Linked DNA regions of Bombyx mori: region 2 is linked to region 1. The links are chromatin contacts, called in public Hi-C maps. All regions are on one chromosome and are shown on one strand. The core of a region is the stretch at or near the end of the contact, and the rest is flanking DNA. Distances in the headings are between cores, read along the strand shown. Region 1 has its middle 28 kb from the start of LOC134200916. Region 2 has its middle 13 kb from the start of LOC101739441.

Evidence for each region. Hi-C and Micro-C count contacts between places; a contact is called where the count stands out from the background.
Region 2: a contact with region 1 is called in a Hi-C map of midgut, with 2.0 times the contacts expected there. The contact joins two enhancer-like sites. A contact is called at or near these places in 2 of 7 Hi-C or Micro-C datasets (midgut and whole pupa).

What each region holds. Positions count from the first base shown.
Region 1 is chr3:740,326-744,840 of ASM3026992v2, forward strand. No RefSeq gene overlaps it. Among protein-coding and RNA genes, the nearest start is that of LOC134200916, 28 kb to the left of the region's middle. Within about 2 kb of position 2,281, at least 8 of the 8 cell types and tissues checked have open chromatin away from gene starts, as enhancers often do.
Region 2 is chr3:819,462-823,976 of ASM3026992v2, forward strand. No RefSeq gene overlaps it. Among protein-coding and RNA genes, the nearest start is that of LOC101739441, 13 kb to the right of the region's middle. Within about 2 kb of position 2,515, at least 6 of the 8 cell types and tissues checked have open chromatin away from gene starts, as enhancers often do.

The DNA of each region.
Region 1 (4,515 bases), core at 1,031-3,530:
CTTGAGCACGTATGTCCAAATAGAGCATCAAAACAAAATGTGAATCTGCTAACAACTGTGCACACACAATTAAAATCCAATTAACACATCAGTTAACATGGTAGCCCATCAATTTTTTAGCAATTTCTTTGTTGTGTCATCACAAAGAACGGTCTGTGGTGGGATCGAGCAAAAAAATTAATGAAAACCATCATTTGAATTTCAACTTTACCACGTACGAAATACAGCTCACTAAAAACCCGAACCAATTATTGAAATAGCATCTATAGTTTAGTAAGTGCGTTACTTTTTCGCGATCAATAACAATAAATGAATTTGTCTATTATGGAACTTACCGCGACGGTTTAAGGTCGATGTTTCTATGTACTGTTTTCATTCTATCGCCTACCATCGTGTATGCTATTATAGAGCTTGGTGACTCATATTTAAGATCTGTATTCCTGTGCAATGCTACAGTTCTATCGCCTGTTGCCAACCGGTGTTTGAGCGCTTCGCGCATAGAGCGACAACCTTTTTCTAGGACGATGGAACTTTCACCTATGTTTTACAACCCCTGAATTTGATACATTTAAGGTCACATTCGGATGATAAAATACAAAAGCTACGTAATTTTGTAAAAAAATTATTAAGTGTTTTTTTATGTTTCAAAATCAAATTCAAAATGGCGTCGCGTCTTTTTTCGGTCTCCGATGACATTCATCGAAAATTCTTGGCCTTTACACGTTTTTTTTTGTCTTTATGGACCACTCGCTAGTACTACTGGGAGTTTGGATGAATTAGTACGATCCTCTTTATTTCACTTTGATCGTAATTAATTACTCAAGAATAAAATAGGTATTCCTTTTTACTAGCTTGTTAAATGAGATCTCGAGTTTTCAGTCTGTTATTCTATTGAGATTTCAATCTAATGTCTCAAGCTGTCTTTAACCTCCTCTATAGTTTTACTACCAGCAGTAGTAGTTAATTCGCAAAGATCTTCTTCCATAAATTCATTTCCTACAGTCATATATGAAAAGGACACCACTCTCTCTTCTCTTCCCGTGGGTATTATACCAGGGCATTTGTAGGGTGTATTGTGAATCCCCTGCCCTGGTGAAACTGGAAAGACCTCTGGGAGACCACAACACTCCCCTCCTAAAAAATTGTGAATCCCGGAAGACAAAGGCTTTCTGCCTTATTCTGCTGCGAAGCAGTAGTGCACTTCGGTTTCAAGGGCAAGACAGCGATTATAAAATCGAGAGTAAGATCTGATGTCAATGGGCTTCGGTTATAGCTTATTAACGAGTTGGCCACGGTCTTATTCACCTATGCACTAAAAAGTAATCCAAGAAAACTTTGACATATTTTGAAGCAACGTAGGCATTAATATAAAACCAAAAATCACTAAACAGTAATTAGGTAAGTAAGTAAGTACTTATGTTAGTACCTACCTAGAGATAGATATGATTCTACAAAAACTAATCAGGTTAATTACGAGATTGCAGGTACATAGTATTTTTCGTAAAGGTTGTAAAGGCAGTGATCACGGATGCCGATAAGACGCGCTTCGTGTACTTACACGTCGATAACACATATTTATTGGACTTAATATGGTTATGTTGTTTTTATTCTGTCTCTGTGAACGAATCACAGTGGATACTTTCCTAATTACTACCATGTTCAGTAACCACACGGTACTACTACCTATTTATTTGATTTTAAAATTACAGTAAAGTAAATAAAAACAAACGCCTTTGAAATACCAAAATTATAATCAACCTTATTCTTAGGATGTTAAGAGCGAAGGATGTGCACATTTCTTTGTGAAGGTCGATGTCGGATAAGTCGTTTTCGAATCGAGGCGAGTTTTAACCGCGCTCGTGTGCTTGTGTGCGTAAGGTAAGAGGTTTTGTTTGGCTGTGTTGCACACTGCTTTGGTCACGTAGGCCCGGCGGCCCGCACTGGCGAGTTTTCTGGACGTTTCAATTCTATTTATACATTTCTTTGTCCTGGGAAACACGTTTAACGTTAAGTTACATGTTCTATGTGATAATATTTAGATTTTTATGAAAGTTTTTTATTTAGATTCATTGTTCCGTTAACGGTGTAGTTATACTGTAAATATACTGAAGTAATAATTTTTTGACCTAATTAGCACTAAATCGGCCGTAACATCGTCTAAGCATAGTGTTGGCGTAAAAAAATCAAATTAAAAGAATAAATGATTGTAAGAGGACTGATCAATATTGTGTCCTTTTTAGTGCGGTACAAGTGCACATAGCAACAGCTACCGTCAGCTGTGCCGAACGAAGCCGAGGCTAGCCGGAGACACCCGAACGCCACAATTGATTGGACCACTGTGAAAGTTGATGTTTACATCAATTTTGTAACCGGTTCTGGAAATTAACCAGCACGGAGGAGTATCCAGTCTTGACAAACACTCTCGCTAAGCTATTGTGCCTTCAGTTACATAGTTATTATAACGAAAATAATTATGCTCAACTGCGTAAAACGTATTTATGCTTCAAAACGGTAGCTAACACTCTGGTAGTAAGTGTACATAACTATATAGTTTTTTTTTGTTTTATTGCCTTGATGTGTGTACGAGCTCACAGCCCACCTGGTGTTAAGTGGTTACTGGAGCCCATAGACATCTACGACGTAAATGCGTCACCCACCTTGAGATATAAGTTTTAAAGTCTCAAGTACAGTTACAACGGCTATCCCACCCTTCAAACCGAAACGCATTACTGCCTCACGGCAGAAATAGGCAGGGCGGTGGTACATACCCGTGTGGACTCACAAGAGGTCCCAGTAATAAAATATATATTATTACTGGTAATATAATATTATGTTAAATAGCCGTCATTCCTACTCAATACTGACACAAAAATATTGTTAGTTTGAAGTTTAGTCTGATTAAATACTATACGTTTAAAACATTGGCTAATCACGCCTAAAATTAGCAGCTTATAGCTCTGTGTTTTTCCACGAGTCTAGTAATAATATATTATGCTTACACCTTAAAAATGTATTGGGTAAACGTGAAAATGACATGTTTCTTTCGTAATAATATGTTAAACAGCTGACACACACTAATAGCCTAACAATGTCTCCAAATTATATTCCTTTGAATTTCCATTACAATAAATTTTACCTGCGACGTAACATGAAAGTAATTTAGGAAAAATCTTTCAAAATTACCGCTCATAAATAGCGCACATTCTAGCCTGTGGCATGATCCGTTTACTTATTTACCTAAACTAGTGGTCCCGCAGTAGTTGAAATTCGACTATAATTAATTGAAATTATAAGTTTGAACAATATGATGGTTATATTGTCAAAGACTATATGAGTCGACTATTATCAAAGGCGGCAATGTGACTTTTGGACAATTATTGGTAAATCAGAAAAACGAATTATTGACTTTGTATTCCATTGGCAGTCACAAAACTCTTCTGAACGACATCTTAGATAAATAACAGGCTAAGTATTAACCTTTATTTAATGCAGGTTTTGAACCGTATTCTTTGAAGGAGACGATTATATTCAAATCAATCTGTATTGACATATCAATAACATTTTTTTGTCCAAATGCACAGATTGCCACCTTTGATAATAGACGACTCATATTATACAAACAATATTAACCTATTTTCAATGTGACCACAGCCTTTAAGCATTAACTAAAGTTTGACAATAAACAAAGAGTATATATACATATGTGTGTGTGTGTGTCAAATACATGGCAGTGTGTGTAATATTTTCTTTATTGATTTAATGTATCTTTTATGCTTTATTTACAAAAATATTAGCATTGTGCATTTCTTCTCTATATTCTCTATAAGTGTGGAAAATTTCATACTCCGTCGTGCGCGCAATTTTCGTAAAAAGGGATACAAAGTTTTTGCTTCACGTATTAATATATAGATTACCTACCTATTTAATTTCTTTTTCCAACCTGACCTGAATATAAGTCGTACTTGAGAACGACAGTGATAACCATAACTAGAAAGACCTGTCTGTGGCTGTGTGGTTCTTTGTTTATTATTTTATCAAAGCCAGGATCATAATCGAGCGAAAAGTAGTGACGTGTATAATCTATGGTAGTGACGTTAACTGCAAATATGACACATCCAGTTACTATGATTCTCAATCGTACTTTTCGTAAAAAAAGGTTAAACTTTATGCACAGATTACCTCTTTTTTTTTATTGCTTAGATGAGTGGACGAGCTCACAGCCCACCTGGTGTTAAGTGGTTACTGGAGCCCATGGACATCTACAACGTAAATGCGCCACCCACCTTGAGATATAAGTTCTAAGATCTCAGTATAGTTACAACGGCTGCCCCACCCTTCAAACCGAAACGCATTACTGCTTCACGGCAGAATTAGGGAGGGCGGTGGTACCTACCCGCGCGGACTCACAAGAGGTCCTACCACCAGTACTTACCTAAATGCTTACACTCTAAACATAGGCACTTGAGTTCAAAATGACCGTGTCTGTATTAAACACCGGGTGAAATGTATAAAATA
Region 2 (4,515 bases), core at 1,265-3,764, 79 kb after region 1:
GATGGTGAGTGGTTACCGTCGCCCATGGACTTCAGCTATGCCAAGGGCAGAGCCAAGCCGCTGCCTAAAATATAATATAGTATATATGTGGGGAGTGTTATTTTTATTACGTTTTTTCAGTTTTTTTTTTTAATATTTATTTTGTGCCTGTTGCAATGGCAACATTCTAGTAGGTTCAGAAAAAGATAGTAGTTTAAGGTTAGAGAGGGAAGTTCAAAAATGGAATAGTTTCAGAAAGACGCGTACGAAGCGATTGTGAAGTAAAATAAAGAATTTCGCTATATTCATCCCACTTTTACTTATGAACGATCCCACATATATTCATTTTTTTTAAACCTTTATTGCTGTTTTACTTAATAATTACTAACTTAATAAATTACTTAATAATAAATTAAATTTAAAAGCAACTTATAATCAATTATTCCGTACGGCGTTTCGTTTGGTGTGGTTTTCAAAACAGCTTGTCTCTCGACAAAGACCTCCCCTAAAGATTGCCAATATTCTCTATTTTCGGCCATTCGACTCGAAAGCGGAAACTTTTGAGATATATTTTAGTGTTAATTAGCAATTGAAAATAAATTACTGGAATTATTATAAAATGGGTGTAGGTAAGCCTCAAAACTACATGTATATGAAAAAAACGTATTTGACAGAATATGCGACATGTGCCCTTTTCGAAATTGCATATTAAATTAAAATCTGCCCTCGCTGATTTCCACTCGCCACGCCCCACTTTCTATTATAAGTCCCTAGGTTCATAGTTATACCCTACCCGTGTCCTGCCACGGTGCTTTATTAGCGCTATGACATGATCTCCTTCAACGAAAATAGTAATTGAAGTCGTCGTGGCCTAAAGGATAAGACGTCCGGTGCATTGGTATGTAGCGATGCACCGATGTTCGAATCCCGCAGGTGGATACCAATTATTCTTATGAAATAGTACTTAAGAAATCTTCATTACTGCTTCACGGCAGATATAGGTGGGGTGGTGGTACCTACCCGGATTAGGATATTACTCATCATCTTGCCTTGTAATTTAAAGATTTTTGAAACACAATTTTTTTTATTGCTTATATTGGTGGTGGTGCTTATAGTGCTTATAGTGGAGGAGCTCACAGCCCACCCGGTGTTAAGTGGTTACTGGAGCCCATAGACATCTACGACTCGGCTCTGGTAACCACTTAACGCCAGGTGGGTCGTGAGCTCGTCCATCCATCAAGGCTATAAAAAAACCCATTAAAAGTGTCACATTTCCTTGGAAACCTCACAAAGTATTACTAATAGTTTTGATTAAAATAAATTACTAATACTGAAAAAATCTTAGTACCAATAAGGCGATATAAAACATGACTCATTGATGATAAGCGGTTTGGCTGACGCAATGCTCGCTTGTTGCTAAGTGAGAAACATCACGTCCGACACGCTCCGGAACCGAACCCGGGATACGGTTACGGGCACAGCGCAGATAACTTACAGTTACACAATTGAGTACAAAAATTAATCAGAATAGTAATTGCCTACATTATTTTAACTTAATTTTTAATGCTCAGTACATGCTTATCGTGAATTTTTGCCGCTACACTCAGATAATGAAAATTCAGTCAGTTTCGAAACGCTACTTTGACTAGCTGAGTTTTTCATCAGATTTGGGCAACGGCTCGCGACTCCGATCCGCTCTGTGGTTAGTTTTTTTTTTTCCTACCCATGCTGATAGCCTTGAGAGGCTATTTCAGCTTCACCCTAACGTTTGTAGGTGAGCTCACGGGGCTCAAACCGGAGTGTTGCTAACACTGACCCTAGCAAGAGCAGTGCTTCGCAGAATCCACCACCGGATCGGAAACGTGACCCACTTTGAAGATCCGGCGAGAAACTCAGTGGGCTTTGTCTATGGGTTAATTCGCTCGTCGAGCCCTTCGTTGCAGGTTCGACGAGGACGGTGACCGGTGTGTTTAGTACGAATATTTTAATGTTAGCAGTGGGAACAGCGCCCCTAGCGGCAAACGTAGGCAAACGATCCAACTGCACAAAAATTTGAATTAACTTTTACGCTATCGAGAACGTTAAAAAACTCGCACTGAGCACACCGGTAGTAAATATTACTCGTCTACGCTGTTAGCTGTTCAAACAGTTGTTAGCAAGCCGTGGCAAGCAAGCAGTGGTGCAACTGGAAAGGACTTCGTACAACCAGAAATACCACCACTCCAAAATAAGAACTAAGCTAAATTACGGTAATGCAGTATTCCCTAGTGTTAGGCATGCTTAGAAATCAAATAAAAATTTACGAAATCGTTTTTTTAATTTTAAATAGCGATTCTGTTGACATGACAGACACCTAGGTACGGTTGACATCAGCGGAAGCTACTATAGCGATCATTCGACCGGTTGTTTATTAGATCACACCGACTCAGAGTAAATAACACGCGAATAACTTAAGTCGGTTTCAACAGATCCGTACAAACCGTTCTAGTTAGCATTTCATTATGAATTGAATACGTTGTCTTACTGTCGCGTCTGAACTGTGCGCCGTGACGTCGGTTGAGTCAGTACTCACACGTTGCTATGTGTATGACAATGCAGCAATGATGAAATTGTGAAATCGAGTATAATTTTAACGGAGCGATCAAAATTACAAGAAACGAAATGATTGTGCAATAAAACTTCGCTACCTAGCTCGGCGCGCGGCGTAATCTAGCTTTTTCGTTCTAAAGCAAGGCAGTGCTAAAGCGATAATTTTATGAACGCGAACGCCTGGTACAGGGCGTGGCACGACTTTGTCTGCGCACCCATCAGAAATAACAGCGGGCTTTTGAAGGGTGTGCACCCGAAAATACATTTCACGTAACATGCTTATAACATGCATAAAGTTATTCTGTAATATGCTCTAATGAGGGAACCGCGTGATTCTGCATATTTTTGACCATTTTTTCCCCTACCCATACTGATAGCCTTGAGAGGCTATTTTAGTTTCTCCTTGACGTATAGGTGAGCTCACGGGGCTCAAACCGGAGTGCTGCTAACACTGGCACTTGCAAGAGCCGTGCTTCGCAGAATCTACCACCGAATCGGAAACGCGACCCACTGAGAAGATTCGCTTACTGACATAAACATAGGAGATTAAGGTTTCAGCTATAGTCTATAGTGGCTGTTCTACTCCAAAATAAAAGGGAAGATTGCTCCGCATCAGAAGTAGGCAGGATGGCGGTACTTGTGTAAGCTAAGAATACGCCCTACTGCCACTGAGACCATTGAATCTTGTCATGATGTAGGTAGTACATTTTTCTATCATTAGATTGAATTAAGGACGGACTGGTGTTGTTTTTTTTTTGTTTTTATTTCCTGCCTATGATAGCCTTGAGAGGCTACTTCAGCTTCGCCCTAACATGTAGCTGAGGACGTTGCTAACATTGACCCTAGCAAGAGCAGTGCTTCGCAGAATCTACCACCAGATCGGTAACGCGACCCACTGAGAAGATCCGGCTAGAAACTCAGTGGGCTTGGTGTTGAATGGTTCCCTCGCCCGTAAATACTTCAATGTGTATCCCGGCAGCATGACCTGACCAGCTACATGTGATACATGAGGTCGAAATCTCATTATATATCCTCGACCGCCTCACCCAGCACCGTTCACGTGAACCACCAATATTTATCACCAGTTAACAAATTAGACCGGTTTTTTTAACAGCATGTTTCTATAAATTTCGCGAATGATCTCGGAGTTTTGCTTACTTGTTTTTTTCTCTCTCAATATTCTGTTATCACTGAGTCACGTAGTAACTTTACTATCGAGAGCACGTAACAGCTGCTGTGACGTCACACAGTTTATACTGTCTACCACGTGTAGAGATAATAGCACTGACATCTTTATGGCTTTGAATTAGAAGTAGGTAGTTCTATTAATTATACGGTTTTGCTTTGATAGACGATGAAGTCCGAAAAACTCTGATATTTTACATGATTTCGTCATGAATCTTACGTCACTAGTCTACTTGTGACGGAAGTGCTGAAATACTTAATAATATACAACCTTGTTGCCTTTGACAGGAGCTTAGGGCTTAGCCTAGGACTCTTTGCAAACCTCGTTAAGAAAGTTATTTCATAGCGCTTGGGGAATACCGTGGAGGTTTCTTAATTCCAGGATCGGCTGGTGCGTGGCAAAAACCATTTCCACGAGTAATTTTTATTTTATTTTTACACCCAGTCCACCTGATGTTAAGTGGTTACTGGAGCCCATAGACATCTACAACGTAAATATACCACACACCTTTAGATATAAGTTCTAAGGTCTCAGTATAGTTACGACGGCTGCCCCACCCTTCAAACCGAAACGCATTACTGCTTCACGGCAGAAATAGGCTGGACGGTGGAACCTACCCGTGCGGACTCACAAGAAATCCTAACACCAGTAAAAAAAAAAGCTAAGCCTAAGTTCCATTAGTTATAGAAATATAAAAAAAAAGTTTATAGAAGGTGGAAGGAGGTGAATAACTCCGCGCGCCGTTGGCTTGATATCGGTCG